Regions from separate parts of the Macaca mulatta genome. Here region 2 is linked to region 1. The links are chromatin contacts, called in public Hi-C maps. All regions are on one chromosome and are shown on one strand. Each heading gives the region's core, a stretch centred on a gene start, on an enhancer-like site or on the middle of the called end of the contact. The rest is flanking DNA. Distances are from core to core; before and after follow the strand shown.

The links. A called contact is a pair of places that touch in the nucleus more often than the background predicts.
Region 2: a Hi-C map of blood shows a contact between it and region 1, with 5 times the contacts expected there. The contact joins two enhancer-like sites. A contact is called at or near these places in 2 of 14 Hi-C or Micro-C datasets (blood and fibroblasts).

Annotation. Positions count from the first base shown.
Region 1 is chr9:122,591,142-122,594,783 of T2T-MMU8v2.0, forward strand. No RefSeq gene overlaps it. Among named protein-coding and RNA genes, the nearest start is that of DUSP5, 85 kb to the right of the region's middle. Within about 2 kb of position 2,145, at least 12 of the 40 cell types and tissues checked have an H3K27ac peak or open chromatin away from gene starts, as enhancers often do. A contact at or near this core is called in blood, where this site is marked.
Region 2 is chr9:122,720,857-122,724,198 of T2T-MMU8v2.0, forward strand. No RefSeq gene overlaps it. Among named protein-coding and RNA genes, the nearest start is that of SMC3, 27 kb to the right of the region's middle. Within about 2 kb of position 1,940, at least 7 of the 40 cell types and tissues checked have an H3K27ac peak or open chromatin away from gene starts, as enhancers often do. A contact at or near this core is called in blood, where this site is marked.

The DNA of each region.
Region 1 (3,642 bases), core at 895-3,394:
CTGAGCCGAGATCACACCACTGCACTTCAGCCTGGGTGACAGAGTGAGACTCTGTCTCGAAAAAACAAAACAAAACAAAACAAAAAAACCCAGACCAAATGGATCATAATCTCTCTCAGAATGGGGGCTGGGCAGCTGTATTGTTTAATCTGTTCACACGATACTACTGAGCCATGCTTCTCAAATTTCCCTTGTGAGAAAAATCAGCTGGGGGGCACGTTTAAAAAAGGAAAATAAGGCCGGGCACAGTGGCTCACGCTTCTAATCCCAGCAGTTTAGGAGGCCGAGGCAGGCGGATCACAAGGTCAGGAGTTTAAGACCAGCCAGCTTGGCCAACATGGTGAAACCCTGTCTCTACTAAAAAAACAAAAATTAGCTGGTGTGGTGGCACATGCCTGTAATCCTAGCTACTGGGGAGGCTGAGGCAGGAGAATTGCCTGAACCCAGGAGGCAGAAGTTGCAGTGAGCCGAGATTGTACAACTACACTCCAGCCTAGGCGAATGAGCAAGACTCTATCTCAAAAAAAATAAATAAAAAGAAAGAAAGAAAGAAAAACAAAAACAAAAAGAATTATCAGGCTCCCAAACAAGCAAAGCCAGCAAATCAGAATATCTGGAGGTGACTGGTGAAAAATCAGAACCTCTGGGGAATGAGGCCCAGGTCTTTTTTGCATTTCTACCAGGCTTCCCAGGGGACATCTATGATGACTGAAATTGCAAAATCACATTCTAATCCTCTGGTCTTTGCCCCAACTCGCTCAGCTGGTTGCTCCTTTCACCCTCGGGCCTCCCTAGAGGCCTTCTCTGTGAACACACCATAGCATCTGTCTTCTTCCTAGCACTTATCAATATTTGTGCTTGTATATTTATTTCTGTGTTTCTTTAATGCCAGTCTCCCACCTAGACAATAAACTCTGTGAGGGCAAGAACCAGGTCTGTTTGGTTCCATGTAAGGTAGTGGTGAATTACCAGTGTAGGCTCTGAGGCTTGGACTGCCTGGCCTCATATCGCAGCTCTCCTACCCAGCTTTTGATCTTCAGCAAGTTGCTTCTCCTTCCTGTGCCTCAGTGTTCTCATATGTAAAATGGATATTTAGATAGTAGTACCTGCCTCACATGGTTGATGGGAGGAATAAATGAGATTATATATGTAAAACACTTAGCATTGTCAATTGCATATTGGAAATTGTCAATAAACATTAATTATATTGATAACAAGCCACCATCACAACTTAATAGCTGAAAACTGCAACCATGTAATTGCTCACAATTCTGTGGGTTGACAGTTCGGTCAAGGCTCAGCAGGGTGGTTTGTCTCTGCTCCAGATGGTTTTGGCTGGGTTCACTCTTACATTTTGGGTCAAGTGGCTTGTTGGCTGGGACTTCATAGTCTAACTTGATGGCTGCTGGTAGAGGCCGTCAGTGAGAGAGGTTCAGTTCTCCTCCATGTGGCCTCTCCAGCAGGCTGGCTGGGGCTTCCTTATGTGGTAGCTGGGTTCCAAGAGGGCGAGAGCAAAAGTCAAGGGTCACTTTTGCAGCATTAGTCAAAGCAAGTTACGAGGTCATCCCAGAGTCAAAGGATGGAGAAGTTGTGCTAGTTTTTGTTAGGAGGAGGTGCAAAGACTTCCTGGACATTTTCAGTCCTCCACAGTTGCTTGTTCCTGAATCTAGCATGGTATACTCAGGTGCATGGCCCAGTAGGCATTTAATAGATATGTGTTGAAGAAATAACAAATGGATGTGCAGAGGAGAAAGAAACTAGAGACTCGAGAGGAAAATTGATTTGCTCAAGGTCACAAAGCATATGAGTGGCAGCACCAGGACCAGAAACTAGGTCCAGGTGCTCAGTCTTACCTCTTCCCATTAAATCACTCTGCTCAGACAGCAGCCTGAGGTGGGGCTGAATTCTCCAAATAATTGCCTCACTCCTCAGCTTCTGTTGAGTCGCTGAAGATATATCTAGAAGGTCAGGACTGTGCTTGCTTCCTGAATAGTCTGGGGATGGAGAGAAGGGAGCACTTTTCATTTCCCAGGGCATAACGCATTGTAGAAAATGATCAGAGAGCATCAGCAGTCCTCCTTGGGTTCTACTGTACGTGGCCAGTGGCCAGGGTGGGAGGTCAGAGACAAAGGCAGACTCCAGTATAGATGCTCTGTGGCCTGCTTCTCATGTACATGCTCTCACACATGTGTGCACACACACATACATGCACACACCTTCTCTCGCCTCTCTCTTTAAGGTCTGGAAGAAAGCTACCGTAAGTTTGAGCAGTTGGCCACATGGCTCTCATTTGGGCTCTCAACTGGACCAGCAATTTCAGGAGTTTTGAACAGCAATTTTTGAACAGTGAGTTTGAGGAACGGGAGCAGGGGAAAGTTGGGAGGCGCAGCAGGGGTTGTGAAATGTATGCGACAATTCCGTCATCAGCCCCTTCCTGTTGTTCTGGTACCTGGGGGAAACCAGAACTAGCAGGACTGTGCTTCCTCCATCTAGAAGCTTTCCTCAGGCCTGCTGAGTCACCCACCTGCTGCGGGGAATGCACTTATTTTTAGCCTGAGGTAAATGAGCCCTGTAGTCACCCAGACCACATTCTCTTGTGTGTCTTTGTCACAGCTGGTGTGGCCGGATGGGGACCACATTGAAGAGACCCCACCCCCACCCCTAACAAGGTCCCTTCCTCTCCTTCCTCTGAGAAGCTTCACTGCAGGGCAGTGACTCACATAGCCCCAGGAGAGAATGCGGCAGAGGGTTGCAGTGGGTGGTGTACCAAGCCGGTGGGGGGTGTGGCGGGGACAGAAGTTGTTTATCACTGACATTGATTAGAATTGCTGGTGCATCACTGTTAGTCAGTTTATTATTGTTTGCAATTTTTCTGTGGATGATATGACCTCTTATTGTACCCATGTGGCCCCGTCCTTGGGGACACCACTGCTTGGGAGTTAAGATGGTGGAGATCTGGTGCCCAGCAGCCTGATTGAAGGAAGCTTCACTACTTACTAACTGTTTGACTCAAGCAAGACCCTTTACCACTCTGAGATGCGACCTTGGAGCTCCTGGGCTGGTACTCAGGTCACAAAGGCTGGTGATGGATTCGCAGGAGTGAGAGCAGGAAGGGCACTGAGATGTCATCCCTTGCTCTATTGAGGTGAAAATAGAAGCAAAGAAAGGGGCAGACGCTTGCCTGTATCCGATGTCCAGAGACCCCTCTAAGACCTTGTTCAGGCAGAGCCACCTGTTAGGTAAAAGGTCGGTAAAAAGCAGGTGCTGATGACAAGGCACTGATGACAAGGCCACTGTTGGTCAGAACTATTTCTACTTCAGTCTGTATCCAGCCCCTGCACCCAGTATAATGTAATAAAGTATTTCTCAGAGAAGGGTGTGTAGACCACCTGCATCAGAATTACCTGAATCCCCTGGGGTGCTCATTAAAAGGATGAGTTTCTGATCCCCATCCCAGACTTGGGAGTTTGCTCCCAGAATTGTCACTCACTAGCTAGAGAACTTGGTCGGTGTCAAACTATTTGTGTACCACTTTCCTCACCTGTAAAATGAGGCTAAACCTCCTTGTGTACATGTGAGGGACAAATGTATTTGCATGGGTGAGAGGTGCAGCCCGTCGCCTGGCACTTCGGAGCTGGGCAA
Region 2 (3,342 bases), core at 690-3,189, 130 kb after region 1:
TATCACATGTCCCAAAACTATTTACACGTAAATATCATATATTAGTACATAATAAAAAGTTTAAAAAAGAAAAAATAAATAAAAACAAGCATAAGGAAATTCAGTAATGTTCTGATTATTTCCATAATGACCACTTCAGCCCTATTTTATCAGTGTCTTTTTTTCTCACTTTCTGTTGCCTCCACTTTGTTGGTGCCATAGCCCCGTGTGGTCTACCTGTTGGATAATCCTGCAGTGGATAGACGTCACTGGACCACATGTGTTGGCCAATATAGGGAAGCTCTTTCTAACCATTTATGTTGTGTGACCACTAAGAGGGCTTCCCTGGGAGGAAGTGCCCAGTCACTGTTGTGTTCCCAAAGAGGCCAGAAGTCCCTATGACGGGGACAAGATCTGTGAGAATCTGGAAAGAAAGTGGCTTACCCTATGAAGTCTTTTCTGGTCTGATGATGCTAGGGTGGGCATTCCAAGTACTTTGGAAGGGACTGCAAAGGCCTGCTCCAGGCTGGGGGTCACAGGCTGTGGGATGGACCTCTGGGGTTCCTTTGGGGACTTTGAGGAAAAGAGTTACCCTTTTCTCCAGGAAGGCAAGCTTACCCCTGGCTTGGAGGTCTTGCAGGAGCCCTGCAGCTACATCTGGAAAACCAGCCACACTGTCACAAGATAGCACCAGGGATGACTGGATCAGGACCAACTCGGGGGCACCAAGGGGCATTTTAGCCACCCATCAGGGCACTCTGTGTTCAGTCCTATTTACATGTATGTTCCCCTGTGCTCAGCTATGAGCTCCTTGAAAGGCACGACAGCCTTATTGGTTCTTGTATCCCTGGTGCTGGCCCTTGGTTGAATAGAATGAATAGGGTCAGGAAGAATGAAATGGCGTGTTTCTTTAAGGCAGTATATAAATGCATATTCTATAAACAATAAATAAAATGCCTTCCAGGTGTCTAGTGACTTTGCACAAGGATACTCAGGAAACTGGTTATGTGTTCACCTCTGGAGAGGGAGGCCAGAGGGCAAGGGTCTTGGGTGAGAGGGACACTATTCATCCCTTAATGCCATTTTTATCATGTGTATGTGTTAGTTATAGAAACTAAAATAAAAACACTGAGGTTAAAAAGTTCCCAAAGTGCTTCCAGCAACACAGTAGGTGATTTAAGTGGTGTAACAGAGTACCGGATATTGCAAGTGCGTGATGCTTCTTACAAGAGGCTCTTGACCTTTTTCTCAGATTTATAGACTTTCAGTTTACAAACCCTTTTCATAACACTGAAATGTTTACTTTCCAGTATAGAGCTCAATAACTCATCAGTTAAAAGTAGGCTGGTGATGAAGGCAGGCAAGAACCCCATCCCCCAAGAGAGGAGTCAGAGAAATGAGTCATTTTGGGTGCAACAATTGACAGCCACAAAAGGGACTAAAGGCTATTGGCAAAAGATTATATTGTTTTCTTCTTTTCTTCTCTTTTCTTTTCTTTTCCTTTCCTTTCCTTTTCCTTTTCCTTTCTTTCTCCTTCTTTCCTTCTTTTCTTTCTTTCTTTCTTTCTTTCTTTCTTTCTTTCTTTCTTTCTTTCTTTCTTTCTTTCTTTCTTTCTCTTTCTTTCTCTCTCTCTTTCTTTCTTTCTTTCTTTCTTTCTTTCTTTCTTTCTTTCTTTCTTTCTTTCTTTCTTTCTTTCTTTCTTTCTTTCTTTCCTTTCCTTCTTTCCTTCCTCCTCTCTCTCTCTCTCTCTCTCTCTCTCTCTCTCTCTCTCTCTCTTTCTTTCAGACAAATACTATTTAGTTAAAAGCAGCTCTTCCAGGCTGGGCAAGGTGCCTCATGCCTGTAACCCCAGCACTTTGGGATGCCAAGGCAGGAGTTTGAGACCAGCCTGGGTGGCACAGAGACTCCATCCCTACATACGGGAAACTGAACATTCCTCCTAATGCCCTGGGTTAACATATGCTGGGGCATCATCCAGCTACTGGTATGTACCAAAGACAGAGCTTATTTCAAATGACCCACTCCCTTCAATGGGAGCCAGAGTGAAGGAGGCTGGGCAGGAAACCAGCCAGGCTAGCCAGAGCCCACCAGCATGGCCTCGGGTCTGGCCCTATGTTAATCCACCAGTTCCTGCAGCCCTAATCAGATCCTGAGAGACCAATTTATTCTAAGTAATCAACAAGAGTGGGAATAATGAAACAGGAAATGGATGTGTTAGTTTATAAGCCAATTCCTTGAGTTCAGCAGCAACAAGATTACTGCTGCTGCACTATTGTTCTCTCCTGATGGATGAGGCAAGTTGAGACCACTGCATAAGCAAAAGGTTGCTCAGAATGTTGAAAGACTACAAAGGGACCTGGGAATTATTTAGAGGGAGGCAAGTGGTGTAGTAAAAAGCGGGTGGTCAGATGAAATTGGCTGGAAATCATGGCTCCAGCACTTACTAACTATGTGACTTTGGGCAAGTTACCTAAAAGTCTATGTCAGTTTCTCCACAAATAAAATGGGCACCATAACACCTAACTCACACAGCTGTTTTAAAGAGTAAATGAGATAACATATGGAAAAGTCCAGGCACAAACTAGATATCACCAAATGCGCACTTCCTTTTAGTTATTTTCACAGATAATTTTCAACTGCAAGGTGATACATCATGTTAATTACTGAATATGGAAAATGTTTGATAAGCCAAAAGGAAAAAACTCAAATCTCCCACAATTCCATCAGCCAGAGATAACTGTTAGTAGCATTTTCGTATGTGTCCCTCCAGGCCTTTTTATGTGTTATTGTTTTTAAAAACAAAAACAGGATCCTACTCCCATGGTGTCTTAAAACTGACTCTTTTAACTTATGACCATATATTAACATCATCTGATATCTTCACATCCTCTACCGCATGATTAAAAAGAAAAAGTCAGACATGATATGGCCATATCATATATATATATATATTTTTTTTTTTTTTTTTTTTTTGGACAGAGTCTCACTCCATCACCCAGGCTGGAATGCAGTGGTGCGGTCTTGGCTCACTGCAGCCTCTGACTCCCAAGTTTAAGCGATTTTCCTGCCTCGGCCTCCCAAGTAGCTGGGGATTACAGGCATGTGCCACCACACCCGGCTAACTTTTGTATTTTTAGTAGAGACTGGGTTTCACCAAGTTGGCCAGACTGCTCTCGAACTTCTGACCTCAAGCAATCTGCCCTCCTCACCCTCCCAAAGTGCGGGGATTACAGGCATGAGGCACCATGCCCAGCCTTATTATTTATTTTTTCAGACAGGGTCTCACTCTGTCACCCAGGCTGGAGGGCAGTGGCACGATCACACCTCACTGTGTGTGGTGTTGATCAACCTCCAGGGCTCAGG